Linked DNA regions of Ovis aries: region 2 is linked to region 1. Evidence: chromatin contacts called from public Hi-C data. All regions are on one chromosome and are shown on one strand. The core of a region is the stretch at or near the end of the contact, and the rest is flanking DNA. Distances in the headings are between cores, read along the strand shown. Region 1 overlaps SWAP70 (switching B cell complex subunit SWAP70). Region 2 has its middle 30 kb from the start of WEE1.

What was found. Hi-C and Micro-C count contacts between places; a contact is called where the count stands out from the background.
Region 2: a contact with region 1 is called in a Hi-C map of liver, with 6 times the contacts expected there. The contact joins two enhancer-like sites. A contact is called at or near these places in 2 of 16 Hi-C or Micro-C datasets (blood and liver).

The regions. Positions count from the first base shown.
Region 1 is chr15:42,625,713-42,628,534 of ARS-UI_Ramb_v3.0, reverse strand. SWAP70 (switching B cell complex subunit SWAP70) reads left to right here. Exons shown (of 12, transcript XM_004016163.5): 10 at 1,403-1,601; 11 at 2,550-2,646. Among named protein-coding and RNA genes, the nearest start is that of SWAP70, 73 kb to the left of the region's middle. Within about 2 kb of position 1,539, at least 7 of the 54 cell types and tissues checked have an H3K27ac peak or open chromatin away from gene starts, as enhancers often do. A contact at or near this core is called in liver, where this site is marked.
Region 2 is chr15:42,768,127-42,770,826 of ARS-UI_Ramb_v3.0, reverse strand. No RefSeq gene overlaps it. Among named protein-coding and RNA genes, the nearest start is that of WEE1, 30 kb to the left of the region's middle. Within about 2 kb of position 1,431, at least 45 of the 54 cell types and tissues checked have an H3K27ac peak or open chromatin away from gene starts, as enhancers often do. A contact at or near this core is called in liver, where this site is marked.

The DNA of each region.
Region 1 (2,822 bases), core at 290-2,789:
CGGTGGCTTCTGTGTTGGGAGATGGACCCCGTTTTTCATCAAGACATCCCTGGACACGTGAAGGGGATTCAGTGCTGGGCAGCCTCACCTTCTGCAATGTCCCTTGCCCTCCAGACTTTGACCACCAGGATGAAGAAACCGATCTTCCAGTCTCATTCACTGGTTTATCCCCCATGTCTAGGAAAGCACAGCCCCGGGTGGCAGGGTAGCGTTCACTGCGATGTCACATCCGAGAGACGACTCAGAGGGAGCACACTGGCCCTTCGTGGAACCCGGGGGAGGAGATAGGAGAGCGCATCCTAGTTGAGAAAACTTTTAAGGATCAAGGCTGCCCAGAAATAAACTGACCCGGGTTGTGAAGCAGTGGCCTGTCACACCCGGTTGGAGGCCACCCTGTGGGATGTCATTGGGGGAACTCTTACAGTGGTGCAGGATCGGGGTGGTCAGATAGTGGCTGTAGAGTCCGTCACTGTATTTCTGCTGCTGTTAGACGTGCAGATGCTCTTAGGCAGCAGTAACCGGCCTGCTGTGAGGTTTGTTACCGTAATGCTGACGATCAAGCCAGTAGACGTGCGTCCTGTCCTGGGCCGGCGTCTAACCACATTGTCTACACTTGGGGTACAAGTTAGTTTATTTATTAAATACCTGCTTAACCTGGGATATCCTCCGATAGGTAGCCTGTTATTAAAAGATAACATTTTGAAGTCATGCGGGCCTGGGTTGAAATCCGTTGCTTACCTGTGCGTCATGCTTTGGAACCCTTTGACTTCATCTGCAGGGACAATAACACCTTGCAGAATGCTGGGGGGATCACAGGAACAAAGGTAAAGAGCCTGGCGTGCAGTGCTCGGCCAGTAGATGGCCCATCTACCTTCTGCTTCCTTCTGCCATCTGCTCCCTCTACCTTTCGTCAGCTCCTCCTCCTCTGTCTTTGTTGGTGTGTCAGCTTTTCCCTTGGTAATAGGTTTCTGCTAGATAAAAAAGTGTTTTAATGTTGTAGCAACCAGACAGATTTCAAAACTCAGCCCTGCCACCTGCCTGTCAGGTGAATGACCTGGGCCAGGTCACTTACCCTTTGTGCCTCACTTTCTTCATCTCTGAACTGAATAATAATAGTACGTAAGCCTATTGTGAGGATCAGTTGAAAAAATGTACTTCTTTCTTGGCCCATTAAGTCTTCAGTACATGTTATTTTTAATTTTTTTTTTTCATAAAAGGGTGAAACAGAGCTTGGAGCAGAACCGTGGGTCACCTTGCCCACAAATCTGGGCCCCTCTGGCTCCTAGTTCCCTTCTTGTGAGAAGAGAGGTGGTTAGATGACCTCCAGGCTCCTCTGAGGCTCTGCTGTGCTTTGTCATCTTCTAGGTCGGGTGCGGTCACCCTGAGCTCTCTTGTATTTCAGGCTGCTGGAGGAAGAGTCGTCCAAGAGGGCCGAGCTGGAGAAGTGGCATCTGGAGCAGCAGCAGGCTATTCAGACCACAGAAGCGGAGAAGCAGGAGCTGGAGAACCAGCGCGTCATCAAAGAGCAGGCCCTCCAGGAAGCCTTGGAGCAGCTGCAGCAGCTTGAGCTCGAGCGGAAACAGGCACTTGAGCAGTACGAGGTCATTACGCCCATCCCTGCAAATACATGCATTTAAATTCTTAAACATTTAAAAACAAGAGGATATTTGCTCTGCCATAAAAAGCTGTGTAAGAATGTTGCTTAGCTGTAAGTAAGGGTTTTTCACAGGCAGTGAGGTTAACAGTTGAAATTCAGTCGGGAGACTGAAACCACACAGTAATTTGAACAAGGAAGGTTTAATATAATTAGCTATTAACTACAACAGGGGATTACCTACTGAGCAGCCGAAAAACTCTAAGGATACAGGAAGAGCAGACACAGGAAGCAGCCACTGCCCCCACCCCTGCTGAGACAGAGCACGCAGGGAAGGAACACACACTCTTTGCTCTGTAAGCCCAGTGCTGGGATCCAGTCCTCCTTGGAGGGAGCATGGCCTTGGCCCCTGGACGGCAGGAAAGCCCAACAAGGCACTGTGATGGGGAAGCTACCCTCTGGGGCACTGGTGGCAGCTTCCCACAGGGGAGGTGCTACTGAAACCCACTGGAGTGGACACCGTGGGTGTCCCATGTGCCACGAGAGCTGCTGAGATGAGCACAGTGGAGCCTGGAGGCAAAGCCCCCACCTCTTCCAGTGTCCTGCCAGCTCCTCCACTGACGAAGCTTAAGGGGGCCCGCTGGCGAGGGTCACAGGCAGGACAGCGAAGGGTGGATTTGGAGTCAAGAGGCAGTAAGGCATCACTGGCACAGGAGTATCTTGTACATTATCTGTAATTAGTGTGAATTAGGTCCTTGGGGGGCTTACAGCAGGTTATTTAACTGCTCCAAATCCTAGTCTCCACCTGTGTACCATGGGGGTAATAATAGCCCGTGTTTCTGTGGCTGGAATGACTTAATGAGATAATCCACAGGCATGGAGCAAGTACCCAATCATTATTTGGCTCTTAAACTACCCGTGTGTTTGCAGAGTCTAAAGTCTGCTCTTGTTCCAGGGAGTTAAAAAGAAGCTAGAGATGGCAACTAAGACGACCAAGAGCTGGAAGGACAAAGTGGCCCATCATGAAGGATTAATTCGATTGATAGAACCAGGTAACACATTCTCTGAAGTAATCAGATATTTAGTCAATTTTTCTGTTTTATTTGTATACTTGAATTGCGCTAAAAAAAAAAAAAACCTTTCTTAGCCCAAATATAGAGGAACCCAGCTCTTTGCAATAAATTTTTCTTGAATTTCTTTTGCCTTTTGATAGATGAGAAGGCCTGTT
Region 2 (2,700 bases), core at 182-2,681, 140 kb before region 1:
TTTGTTAATTGGGTGAAGATAAAATAACATATATTTGACAATATTACTTCAGCTTAATGAATTTATCATTGTCTTAAGATGTATATAAATCAATTTTTTAAATATTCAAAGTATTATTGTGAGCATTATTTTATTGCTTTGCTAACATCATGCATTACAATTTTATGGCATTTCTGCAACTTTAGTAGATGTATGGTGCTATGTCAAAGTTTTTTTTTAATAAAAGTATAATTGATTTACAATATTATGTTAGTTTCAGGTGTACAATACAGTGATGCAATATTTTTCAAAGTTGTTTGAAGTTTAAAATGTTTGATTATCTGGAACAATGAAAATTTCCTCCTATACTTGTGTACTAATTTTATTTCTCCTCTTGAACTACATACTTCTTTGTAAATTGAGTTAGTGGAATCTTTGTTTTTTTAATATTTATATTTAAACAAAATTTTATACATTTGAGGGATTTTCTGTTTGTTGTTTTGTGTAAACATTTTTCTTTTAAAAATCCTGTCCAGTTTTTGAATGTTAGTCTTCCTTTGCAGTTTCTTGTTTCAAAGCTTTGGGAATGCTGACATATACCCATAAATCTGTTTTATCCTATTTAATATAGTGTTTCTATGACGTTCTTAAAAATATTTAGAATTTTAATCCACATGGAGTTTATTTTGATGTATAATGTAGACCTTCTTTTTTTCCCTCCAAATGTTCATTCATGTATGCGAGCATTCCTCACTGAGTAACCCCGTTTTACACCCGTGTTTAGGAATATTAATTTACTATGTGTCACATCGGGGTTTTCGACATACACACGTTTGTTCAGTCTCATTCCTTTCAGTTGATCTCAGCTTCTATTTTTGGCTCTGGTTTCAGCCCCAGCCTAGCAGCAGAAACGAACATTTTGCCCCCTGCAGGCTGCCTTGGTCCCACAGGATCTGAGAAGCCTGGGGCCGGGCCTAGAATCTGCCCTCCGAGCCCGCAGCCCGGGTGTGTGTGTGTCGGGGGCGGGGGGGGGGGGGGGGGGGGGGGGGGGCGGGGCGCCATGTGTCGCTCTGTCTCTGCAGGAGGATTTGGGGCGCTTTTGACAGGCCTCCTTCTGCCCAGGTCTCCTGGAGTCTCAGGTTTCCCCAATCGCACGTCTCTAGTGCCTCTAAGAGCTGGGCCTGTACCCGGCTGTCAGGAAGTAACTGTCCCCTTCGGGCTCTCCCTTTAGCATCTTTCTTTCCAGTTCCGTGATGAGGTCACGTGGTTCTCGCCCTCCGTGCGGAATTCCGCCGCACCAGGCGCTGCGCCCGGATAGGTTCTAGGAGCTGACTTTTCAGTCAGCAGCTTCCTGCGTTTTTCCCACTTCCTCGGCCGCCCCCCATCCTTCTCAGCACATCACAGACTGTACCCACTCCTAACAAGGGGCTCACTGTTGAAATGTTGTTGAAACAGACACCGTTCAAACATGAAAAATAAAATATTTTATTTATTCAGCAGACGCACACATACAGTACGGGTGCCAGATGCTATTGTCAGATGAGTCTCGGACTGAGTCAGGCCGGGGATTCTCGAACCGGCCAAGTTTGGTCGCCAAAGTGGAAATCAGGTTTGGGGGCATCTCAGGGAATGAGAAGCGAGCCGGGAGAGGGGTCGTCCTGGAGTCGTCAGCGATGAGGAACAGGCCGGCGCGTGCGCCCCTCTGCTCACGGTCTCCCTTCAGTCCGCGAGCCGCCGGGGAAGAGGGTGTTCGGGAACCGCACCGTCTCGGGCCTGGCGCCGCTCAGCCCGGCGCCGAGGGCTGTCGGGAGCCGGCGCCGAAAGGCGCCCACACCGCCGCCACGCCCGGCGCGCCCCTCCGCGCGGGAACGCCGCGCGCTCCCTGGTCTCGGCCGGGCCTGCCGGCGCGCCCAGGCGGGGGAGCTCGCGGGCAGGATATTCCGCGGTTGGCTGCGGCCCGGCCGGCCGCCTACGCCCGGGCGCGTCAGGGCTCCTCCCCAGGGCGCTCACCCAGAGCGCCCTCGAGGGCTGCGCCACGGGCTCAGGACCGTGCTGGTTATTTTTTTAGACACTGGCTGACAGTCTACGTCCGGAAAACCCAGTGATAATTGGAGAGTAAAACTTAAAATACAGGTGAGCCAACCAGCGGTTGCAGCATTTCCGTGAAAAAATAAAATAAAATAAAATTAAAAAAACCCCGAAAAGCACAGACGCCTTCCAATGCCTGGGCCTCGGGACCCGCCAGTGCAGGACCCACTGTCTTAGAAGGGACATTGGGGGTTCAGCCATGCTGCAGGGATAGGGGACCCCTGGGATGGAAGACCCCTTTTAACGTGCTCCTGGACCTGTAAGGGCGTTTACTGTCTCTTTGGAGAACATACATAACAACAACAAAGTCTCTGAATTCAGTATTTCTTTTAAATTAATCTGTACTTATTTATTTGTACTTATTAATCAGAAACCTATCAACAGATGAAAAAGAATGTTCACGTCACACACAATGTATTTAGCAGATGCAGCAGGAGTTTTTAATCTAGGGGTACAGGGCCAAGTAAGTTTGTCTAGGATTTAAGGAGTCCATGACAACCCTGAAATGCCTTCTTCTAGTAAGAAATTCGGTAGCTGTTATGATGACCAATGTACATAACCTTAATTTGGTTATGAAAAGCTGAACATTCAGTGGGTTTCTAGATTCAGACCTCTCGGCACTAACATGGAGGT